4 separate regions of the Zea mays genome follow, and all the other regions are linked to region 1. The links are chromatin contacts, called in public Hi-C maps. All regions are on one chromosome and are shown on one strand. Each heading gives the region's core, a stretch centred on a gene start, on an enhancer-like site or on the middle of the called end of the contact. The rest is flanking DNA. Distances are from core to core; before and after follow the strand shown. Region 1 holds the start of LOC103635449 (dnaJ homolog subfamily B member 11-like). Region 2 holds the start of LOC100283197 (lactoylglutathione lyase). Region 3 holds the start of LOC541802 (cellulose synthase-1). Region 4 holds the start of LOC100282465 (ATP10 protein).

Region 1 (2,551 bases), core at 31-2,530:
ACTGGACGAGCGTCATCGACTTGTTACTCTTGGAGGTTGTCGTCTCCTAGACGTCTCAGGTGTTGTCTCCGTCGAGCTCTCCGTGAATATTGTGGAGGAGCCGCAGTGTTGATTGTGAGGGGTTCGTGCCCACCTCGCCGGAGCGACAAAGGTGACACAAGTGGAATCGAGGTATTGAGTGAGTTTTGTCCACTTGGCTCAAAGATCAAGCCCTGTCTTGATAGAAGAGCAAGTGTGAGCTTGAATTCCAGCTCAACATGGATTATGGGTGATCGGCAAATCATCGATACCACGGGATAAATTTTGGTGTCATTCTCTCACATTTTACTCATTACTTGCAAGTAGTTAGTAATTTGTGCATTGTCTATCTTTTGTAGTGTTAGCATAAATTGCTCATTATGTTTTGTTGACTTATCAAGGCTAGTAAATTTATATCTCTTAGGGCTAGTTTGGGAACACCGTTTTCCCCTTGGGAAAATTGGAATCCCTCGGGAAAACGATGTTCCCAAACTAGCTCTTATTGTTTTGATTAAATTTCTCTAGTGTATTTTATTTTAGTCAAACCGTCTATTCACCCCCCTCTAGCCGGTGTCCTAGATCCTACACCAGGTCAAGAACAGGTACCGACATGATGGGGAGCATGAAAGATGTCGCGATGAGTTCATGAGAAGTCTAGGCCGTCGTCTTCCAGTCAACTATGGTTGCTGGATCGTTGTCTTCGTATGATGTAATTATTTAACTATTTTATACGTAATTTTATTATATATTAAAGATGTGACATTCGTTTCTGTACTATGAGTCGTTATATGTGTGAGACTTGATCTTAGCATACATTTGAGACGCACCTAGGTTTAATACTTAAATCCGGGTGTGACACAGTCATTGGTCGTCGATGCCACGTCCGAGTTTGACGCTATAGCTTATGACACCGAGCTGTGTTGCTCTGGTGCCATAGGCTATAACGCTGAGTAAAGAGTTTAAACCATGAAATAAGTTATCGAGATGTCTAAATATATTTTTTTTTCGAAAAATGACTAAAAACAAAAAAATCGGCCGCTTCTCCGTCTATTACTGACGTGTATCCGTTTGTAGTGAACCTAGCAATTTCGGCTGACCGCAAAAGCGCGAACCGTATCTACGTGGACCTACCCCATTCGTCAGAGAGCCCAGTATCCCGCACTCTATTGGTCCACGTCACACGCTCCACGTCCCCCCACTCGCCCCTCTCCGACGAACAGGCACCCGATTTTCCTTCTAGAAAGTTTTAAACCGCAGGAACCAAAAGGCCACTGCAGCAGACGGAGGACGGCGACGGTGGCGGCGGGGAAGAGCCGAAGAGGACGACGAGGGATAGAACGGCGAGGGAGAAGCTGTCTCTCTTCACGCTCGGGATCGTTAACCGTAGCTGACAACCGTGCGGAAACACCGGATTGTGAGGGCCGAGGAGAGAGGTGCGGCGAGGCCTCTCGAGGAGGCGGGGGCGGGATGGCGACGCCGGGGAAGGGAGGGGCAGCGCGGTTTGCGGCCGCGCTCTTCGTCCTCCTGAATCTCGCTGTGGCCATTGCTGGGTAGGTTTATGGGTTCTGATGACGTGTTGTTTCTGGCGTGGATTACCCGAGATCTCAAAATCCTTTCTGTTACTGGCGGATTTGTCGCTCGAAACCCCCCTCGTAGATCGTTTGATCCATTTTTCCCATTTGACAGCCTTTTTTCTACTGGTTCATTTACTCTTCATTTGTCATGCGTCAGGTCGAGATCTGTGTGCTCGACTCCCCTCCAGTTTAATCAGTAATGCTTGTGATTTGACTGAATATTGATGGCGATGACGCAGGAAGAGCTACTACGACGTGCTGCAAGTTCCCAAGGGCGCGTCCGAGGATCAGATTAAGAGGTCGTACCGCAAGCTCGCGCTCAAGTATCATCCGGATAAGAACCCCGACAACGAGGAGGCCAACAAGCGCTTCGCTGAGATCAACAACGGTACTAGTCGCTGAGTACTTTACAATTGAATGGATAATCTGAAATTGATAAGTTGCACTGTAAATTTAATAAATGTATTTTGTTGCAGCGTATGAGGTGTTGACGGACCAGGAGAAGAAGAAGATCTATGACCGGTATGGCGAGGAGGGGTTGAAGCAGTTCCAAGGCGGGAGAGGAAGTGGCGGTGGAATGAACATTCAGGACATCTTTAGCAGGTGAGGTGGATGCTAATCATTAGGTTTCAACAGATCAACTAGAAGTTTTGCTACTGAAATATCAATTATCATGCTTGTATTGCCCGCTTGCCCCTAGGTTGGTGTGTATGTGTCAGCATAGTTTTTGCATCTCATGGATACTAGCATACATATGATACCAAAAAACTGTAAAAATAGCAGGTGCACACAGTTTAGGATGAAATCTCAAATGTGGGGAGTAACCTAGCTTGTATGCACTTTGATTATCCAAAAAGAAGACTCATTGACATGTGTTAACTTGCAAGATGGAATTTCCGATATGACATATCTGGAATGTGTACCTTCCATTCTGTAGGATTTGAGAGCACCACCATAAT
Region 2 (2,551 bases), core at 38-2,537, 970 kb before region 1:
TGTTAAGGAGTCAAAAATATGCTTGTAAACTCATTTAACATAAATGAGAGATGGAATAAAAGTGCTAAGGCAAAGAAGATGAGTTTTCATACTCTATTGTCTTTTGTTATTCCATTATAAATTTAAAAATTATTCTCTAGAAGCATTAAAAATAAAACTGATTAATTCTATTTTTTAGAAAAACTTAGCTTTTAAAATATATCAAGAAGCATGAATACAACACTCCTTACAAATTTAAATCGAAAAAAACTGTAACTCGATTTTTATTTAACATGGTTGCTAACATGTTGCTCAGGGCGGCCGGGACAGGATGGCGGGCTTAGCTTAGAAACTGCGGCTGCTCTCGTTACTGAAATCTGGCTTTCTGTGGAGTGCTTTCGCTATCGAAATTCGTCTGATCTCAACCATGAACGACCATGCCCACCGGTCGGGAGAGAACAGATGTTATCCTATCCTGCGGCCTCTACAGCCGGCGGACCGGCCGCTCAAGCCTCCATGGAAGCCTCTGGAACTCTACCGCGTAGCCAGCACGCCGCAGCAGGTAGACAAAATTAATACTCCTAATTAAGATGCATGGTAGAGACGCAAATAGCCAGCTGAGCATGGTGCAAACTGCCAGGGTACAAAAGCTAGCTTGCTCGTCGCGCAGCGCTGCACGAGTGACACGCTCGAATTTGGCCGCATTCGGTCGTGCACCGGCCGTACCCTGAGAGTTAGGAATTTCGCTCGACTTGTGCTAATTGATTCTAGGTTTGTACCGATGATGATGTTCGGTAAATAAATACACGATACTCGTAATAATGTTAGTTCTCAATATTTTATTTAGTTTTTAAACATTAAGCTAAAATTTGAAAAAAAAAAAGAGTTTTGAAATTTTCGATTGAAGTTTAGGTGACTTTTGTGACATTAATTTGGTTTTAGCGGTCCTCAACTATATGTATGTCCGAATCCATATATAGGCTTAGGCTGGGTAGTAAAATCCGTAGTACTTATGTTTTGGCGCCGACGACGGCCGACCAAGAATTTATTCATTTAATTTCGTTTGCAACCCTGAAGAGTGGCCAGGGGAACAAGTCGTAGTAGTACACTGCATGCAAATGCATGTGTAAGCTAGTAGTGAACGGCATCGTAGTCAGTTGATGGCTATAGCTAGCTAGCTAGCTTCATGTCATGTGCACTACAGAATGGAATGATCCCGATGAGGATGACGTGGATCCACGTGTCTTACGTGGGGAGTCCCAGTATCGTCTATAAAGTCCGTCCCATGCCCAACAAACACCACCTCCATCACGCACTCCTGCCAGAGACCAAACTATTCGTATCGTGCGTAGGTGTTGCTTGCTGTTGCAACGGACCATCCATCTAGTGCTTGCATTGCTGTCGCACTCGCTCAGCTATCTCCACCGCTATTGGTTGTTGTTTGGTTACCCACGCCCTGCTCTCTGATACCAGTTGATAGCAGCAGCAGCTAGCTATAGGTTGTCAGCAGGATCGACCAGATAGATAGCGCGGATCGGAATTAACAGCGCTGCAGGAGGATGGTGAAGAGCACGACGACGATGGGGGCGGCGAGCTGCGGCGGCGGCGTGCTGCCGCTGGCGTCGCTGAACCACATCAGCATCGTGTGCCGGTCGGTGGAGGCGTCGCTGCGCTTCTACACGGACGTGCTCGGCTTCGTCCCTATCCGCCGCCCCGGCTCTTTCGACTTCGGCGGCGCCTGGTACGTACGCGTGTCGTGTCTGTATTGAATCTATATATACCTGTAGTACTAGTACGTACGTACCTTCAATCGATTTATAATTATATGATGGTATATATATATCAGGCTGTTCAACTACGGGATCGGCATCCACCTGCTGCAGTCGGAGGACCCCGGCAGCCTCCCGCCGGAGAAGGGAGAGATCAACCCCAAGGACAACCATATCTCCTTCCAGGTCAGTTGTCACCACAGCTAGCACCTCTCGCCGTCGTCGGTGTCCTTTTCATCCATATCTGTCTCTGTCGCCATCCATATCTTGATTATATTTTTTCCGTCGATCGTCGTTCCATCGTGTGCAGCAAATTAAGGCACACACTACAACAAGCAGTGAACTATACGTCTTTCCATGTATCTCTAGCTAGGTCTCTTTTACGTAGTACAGTTGATCAATACAAGAAGTTGAAATCGGTGTTCCTCCCTTGCTAGTAATACTACGTACGCTACACGTGTACCACCCTCCCCGGCCCTCCTCACCCTTGTTCGCTTGCATGCATGTGGCAGTGGCACGCGGGAATTGAGATGCATATGCATCGTCGTGGCCGTGGGATGTAATAATGTAGCGACAATAATTTTTGCGTTCTGGCATGTACGAAAAAATCATGCTAGCTGACACAGACAGACAGCGGGCACACACTGCTGCAGCTGCTGTTTTGCACAGTAACCCGTGTGAGAGAGAAGAGATCTGGGCCAACAGTTTGGAAATGCTGTTCTCAACTACCTAGTACCTATGTATACATGCATGTACAGCAGGGGCCCGGAACGAAATACGGACCAGGGTATTTAATATATATA
Region 3 (2,551 bases), core at 26-2,525, 900 kb before region 1:
GTGGGCAGTAACAACTAGCGAACAATGCACCACAGTATCACTCAAATCAACAAATGAACATGAATGACATGTATTATACCTGTTGACCGCTTGTCAGGCGTGGAATCCGATGATGTGGCTCATGGCGAGCAGATGAAGACAGATCAGCATCATCTCCTTGCAGTTGCCACTCTGGGCCTTTCCCATTGCCTTGCTTGTAGTTGAATTCATTGTCTAGGTCATCAACATCTTCCTCATCCTCATCACCATGAACTCGAGGGCTACCTGAATTTCATAAGACGAAGTAAGAAGAATTCGTTAATTACTGTTGTAGAGAATAAAATGAAGCAGATGGCTTAATCTAGGCTGTCGAATGTCATTATCATAAGGCATATCCACTATGCTGCAAGCCTGGAACCTTTTATTCACGTAAAGTAAGCATGTGATGTGAACTCCGTCATGCTAGCATCATACAAGTTACACACACACTCAAAGGAGTTGCCAGGAAACCAACCTTTCTGTCTCTTGTATCTAGTCTTGCACTGGGGGCAGCATTGGTTCCCCTCCTTGCGCTCATACTCATAGCATGGGCGGCAGACAGGGAAGGCACACTCATTGCAGGCAACAAAGACATCACCAGTGGCTGAAACACCCACAGAGTCACCACAAATCTGGCAGACCTGCCCATTCGCACTCTTTGTGGGCTTAGCCTGCATTAGCGAGATAACGACAAAGTCAGCACACATGCAATCAGAATTACAGCATTAGAGAACACATCAGTGACTCATGCACTTTACTGGTGAGCAACAGACTGTAAAAATCAACCTGCGATCAAGTGTCTATTAGTCTTGAAGTCGAGGCTAAGATCAAAATGTCAGGAAGGTAATTTTGAATTTACATAAGATGAACTAATTCAATGAACTAAGACCTCAGCCCAGATCCAGCGACAGACGCGCGCACGACATGAGCCGCTAGGAACTGAATCTGAAGCAGGCAGCGAGGACGGCACTGGGTTGGCTGGACGTACCGAGCCCGGCGCATCGCCGTCGTGGCGGATCATGACGAACTCGTTGCGGTTGTGCGAGCCCGCCACCATCCCCTTGTTGGCCGCCATCTCCGCTCCCTCCCCGCTGCTCCCACCGAGACGGCTCCACACGCCAACGACACCAACACCGACGAGGCGGGCGGAGACCAATCGGCCCGTGCGGGCCTCTAGATCCGAGCGGCGTTGGCGACCACCATGCCCCAAATTCCTCCCGCTCGATCGCTGCAATGCCGCGCAGTGCTTCTGCTGCTGCTTCCGCTTCACACCTTCCTTCCCCTTCAATTACTCCTACATAATACGCCCCCGCTCTCACTCGGTTTCGTTTAGTTGAGTTGGTGGGAGTCCCCCCGGGCTAGCGCCGGTCACTGTGGAGCTGCTGCACGTAACGGCGGGGAGGAGTACGGGCGATCTCGGCCGTTGGCGCGACCGATGGAGAGACCAAGCGCCGTCGGATGCGGAAGGGCGGGAGTGTGCACGTCGACGTCGCGTCGCTGTGCCCAGGCTGTCCCCCGCCGCGCACGCTGAGAGCGGGGCCCGGGCGACCGGCTGCAGCAGGTCGATCTGTCGGTGCCTCGTCGGCGGACCGAATTGGCCTTCTACCTGCCGCAGTGCCGCTGATTATTTGTTTTTTTCCTTTTAATTAGTAGTGGTGACAAAAGGGACTGAAAATGCAATTGCACCATGTCTGTTCCGTGTGAGTTGGCATCGACCTGATCATGGGCTTGTGATTAGTAGTACATGCATATTTCTCCTTGCTTTAAACTTTTGGTTTAAACTGTTTGGTGCATCTAAGTCCCGGGCTCCTTAAAAAACTCCTTCAACGACTTTTTAAAAAAAATCTATCAAAGGGGCTCTTTGATAAGCTTTTGCTATAAAAGAGGGAGGAGCTCTAAAAAAACAGCAGAAGTCAAGAGCTAGAAAAGGAGCTTCTATCGACTCATCTCCCATGTTTTTCTCTTCATCAACGCTACATCTTAAGAGAAGCTGCAGGAGGAGCTATATTACCAACCAAACAGGGTGCTCTTTCTAGAGTTATTCCTAAAACTAAGGAGGGGTTGTTTTCTTAGAGTTGCTAGAGCCAGGGCTGAAGCTGACATAGAAAGAGCCCTATCAAACGGGGCCTAACTTAGATCTTGTTTGGACCATTTCAGCTTCAAAAAACTTGGTGAAGTTGATAAAGCAGGACATTAGGTGCTTCGAAAAATCGTAAAACTGAAGTTGCAGACTTTTAGAAGGCATTTAGATAAATCATTTTGTTTCTCATTTAGATCAAAAATATTTTGAAACTGTTTAAATTTATATTATACACCACAGATTCACGCCGAAGCTAGAACCTAGAGCAGTGCCAAACAAGATATGAGCTGAGTCACAGATCTCGAGTTCGAATGCTAGCTAGCATAATTAAAATAAAATAATTGTTGCTCACTCCAATTCTACGCCTGAGACCAAGAAAGTGTTGGAAAATAATATGCACACCTCTTCCTATCAGCTTACCCTTTTGGTTTTGTGCGGTGAAAGAGAAATATG
Region 4 (2,551 bases), core at 30-2,529, 720 kb before region 1:
CTTCTCTTGGTCAAGCAAAAGTCTATGGCTTGTTACTCTTGGTGATCGGCATCACCTAGACGGCTTGGTGGCGTTGGGAGCTCGGTGATCACCGTGAAGATCTTGTTGGTGACCCGACTCAAGTTTGTAAGCGGTCTCGAGGGATCCACCGCGCCGGAGTGGCAAAGGATCATCTCGTAGTGAGCACTTGGTTCTTGCGAGGACCAAGGGGGAGCGATACCCTTGCGCGGGTGCTCCAACGAGGACTAGTGGAGAGTGCCGACTCTTCGATACCTCGGAAAAAAATTAGAGGAGTCTTCTAAACTTTGCTTTACATTCCGCACTTAATTCAAGCTATTTACTTTGTGTATTTGTTTAGCAAGTATTTGAAGCATTGTTTTAGCCTTGTTACGTTTCTAGTATTATTTTCTTAGTGCTAGTTGTTGGGGTGAAGTTGGGCTCTTGTTTAGCTCTTGCTTAGGTTTTAATTAGTGTTGATTTTTAGAAAAGCCCAATTCACCCCCCCTCTTGGGCATCGTGATCCTTTCAATTGCATTCATACCCTCAAAAAATACATACAAGGTTTACAAATGCCATGAGGACAGTACTGTCATTTGCACTTAACAGCTTGAATAACACCTTCTTACGTCTCCTTTCTGCTTCATCATGACGAAGCTTGCTTCGTTGTACTTCCATCGATCTATATCGAATCTTTTCTGGTGACGAAGCTCCTGCAATACTTAATAATATGCTGAAAACAAATGATTAAGCGTGTTTCTGAGGTCCTTCGAAAGACGAAGGCCCCCAACAATATATATGACCAAAATAAAACTAAGATGTTTTGTGGCTGCCACATTAAAACCTTTGGCCAGAAATAAAAAAGAGTACAAGTAGCTCACAAATAATATTCAGTTATCTGTTTAGTGTTTAGTTGCCATACAGAATACATATATAATGATCATTATTACTATTCACTATCCCATGTAGGTATTGGTTCTCGAATGCCTATTGAAGTTTTAAATTTTCCAAGTTGTGTTGGTCCTATGGACTTTGACGGGTGTTAGTTAAATAATGAGTCTATGTTTAATAGGCTTCGATGAGCCTTTGTTAAATGAGCTATACTAGACTGGCCCATAACCTTGACTCGAGGCTCAGGTACAACATATATATTAGACCGTTCTGATCTAGGTCTATAATTAGGTTGAACCGTGCTAGACTTGTATAACTGAAATGGTGTGATTTGAACCGGCCTGTTAGACGGTGCACAAAAGTACACATCTGGCTCCGGCCCATATTGTCACTAGTCACTACCGCAGCTGTCAGCCCGCTGACCAGTCTCGCTCTCTCGCGGCTTCCGAATCCTAGCGCGAGTGGATCGGCGGGCGGGTGGCGGCGATGATGGTGAGGGCGCGCGACGCGGCGCGGGCGCTGCTCCGCCTCGCCGGCGCCAGAGCTGGCGTCCATAGGGACTATTTCCCTCCGCTAGCGCGCGCCACGTTTGCTCGCGCCTTCCTGGATTTCCGCAAGGTAGCTGCTTCGTCTCCGTTCCTCCTCGTTTCCTCCGCAACTGCAGTTAATTTTAGAAGATTGTTGAACCGTAGAAATGGAGATGGTTGAGAGTGAAATGAGTGACTTTTGTGTGTGTGTGTGTGTTGCTGGAGTGATCAGACGGGGAACAAGGAGGCCATCGAGAAGGATAAGGCCAGGCTGTAAGTCTCCTCTCCTTCAACCTCGTTTACTAGCCATTACTGGTTACTGCTGCTGCGCTGCAGCATTGTATGGTGTGATGTTTTGGTTCTGATTGGTCTAGTGCAGTACCGATGAACTGAGTAGAGGCTACTTCCAAGACTTTGCCGAGATCCGCGAGAACGCTGGCAAGGTATATCACCTATATATAGTATGTACTATGTAACACAAATTTACTAGTTTTTGATCGGTTTGAGTAACCAGTAATCACACTCGCAAAAAATGGTTCAGATTGCGACAGCGAGTAAGGTCATCATCCCAGAGGTAGATGCTGTGAAGTTTCCTGATCTTGATGTGGATTCCCCTGATGGAGGGGCACTGCATCTGCCTCTTGTTGCACCAACTCTGCAAGCTGATGATGGTGAGGCTGGAGACCATAAGATTCCTGGTGCTTCATTGGTGTGCCTTTCCTTCCGCGCAAGCTCGCTGGTATGAGGGACTACCCAGCTTTTCTTGGCTAGATAGTAGATTTCTGCTATGACAAATTGGACTCCAATTGTTTGGTTTTGCATTATTTCTGCAGAAATCTAGCACCACAACTCAATACCTTTTATGTTACTGCATACAATTACATATTAATAGGATTGTATAGTGTTAGAATATAAGTGAATTGCTAGTTGAAGTGCATGCAACTCAACATGATATCGTCCAGGTTTCTCCCTACCTTTCTGGTTTCTAGGTGTCTCTACATCGTGCCTCCATGATAATACATGTACATTTGGGCTGGGCTTCGTGGGCCAGACCGAAACACGTAAACAAAGCACGACCCAAATTCGGCATGGCCCGTAATAGTTTAGTGTCGGGCTAGCCTGGCCTGATGCCTTAG

The links. Hi-C and Micro-C count contacts between places; a contact is called where the count stands out from the background.
Region 2: a contact with region 1 is called in a Hi-C map of ear, with 2.1 times the contacts expected there. The contact joins the promoter of LOC100283197 here to the promoter of LOC103635449 in region 1. A contact is called at or near these places in 2 of 25 Hi-C or Micro-C datasets (ear and tassel).
Region 3: a contact with region 1 is called in a Hi-C map of tassel, with 2.2 times the contacts expected there. The contact joins the promoter of LOC541802 here to the promoter of LOC103635449 in region 1. A contact is called at or near these places in 2 of 25 Hi-C or Micro-C datasets (ear and tassel).
Region 4: a contact with region 1 is called in a Hi-C map of ear, with 3 times the contacts expected there. The contact joins the promoter of LOC100282465 here to the promoter of LOC103635449 in region 1. A contact is called at or near these places in 3 of 25 Hi-C or Micro-C datasets (bundle sheath, ear and tassel).

Annotation. Positions count from the first base shown.
Region 1 is chr8:80,988,567-80,991,117 of Zm-B73-REFERENCE-NAM-5.0, reverse strand. It overlaps LOC103635449 (dnaJ homolog subfamily B member 11-like), which reads left to right and starts at 1,280. Exons shown (of 10, transcript NM_001347061.1): 1 at 1,280-1,568; 2 at 1,832-1,980; 3 at 2,069-2,195. The coding sequence starts at 1,486.
Region 2 is chr8:81,957,594-81,960,144 of Zm-B73-REFERENCE-NAM-5.0, reverse strand. LOC100283197 (lactoylglutathione lyase) reads left to right here and starts at 1,287. Exons shown (of 3, transcript NM_001156099.1): 1 at 1,287-1,720; 2 at 1,826-1,934. The coding sequence starts at 1,539.
Region 3 is chr8:81,885,353-81,887,903 of Zm-B73-REFERENCE-NAM-5.0, reverse strand. It overlaps LOC541802 (cellulose synthase-1), which reads right to left and starts at 1,275. Exons shown (of 14, transcript NM_001111484.1): 1 at 1,007-1,275; 2 at 494-689; 3 at 80-264. The coding sequence starts at 1,093.
Region 4 is chr8:81,708,483-81,711,033 of Zm-B73-REFERENCE-NAM-5.0, reverse strand. It overlaps LOC100282465 (ATP10 protein), which reads left to right and starts at 1,279. Exons shown (of 7, transcript NM_001155375.2): 1 at 1,279-1,506; 2 at 1,648-1,688; 3 at 1,795-1,858; 4 at 1,957-2,154. The coding sequence starts at 1,375.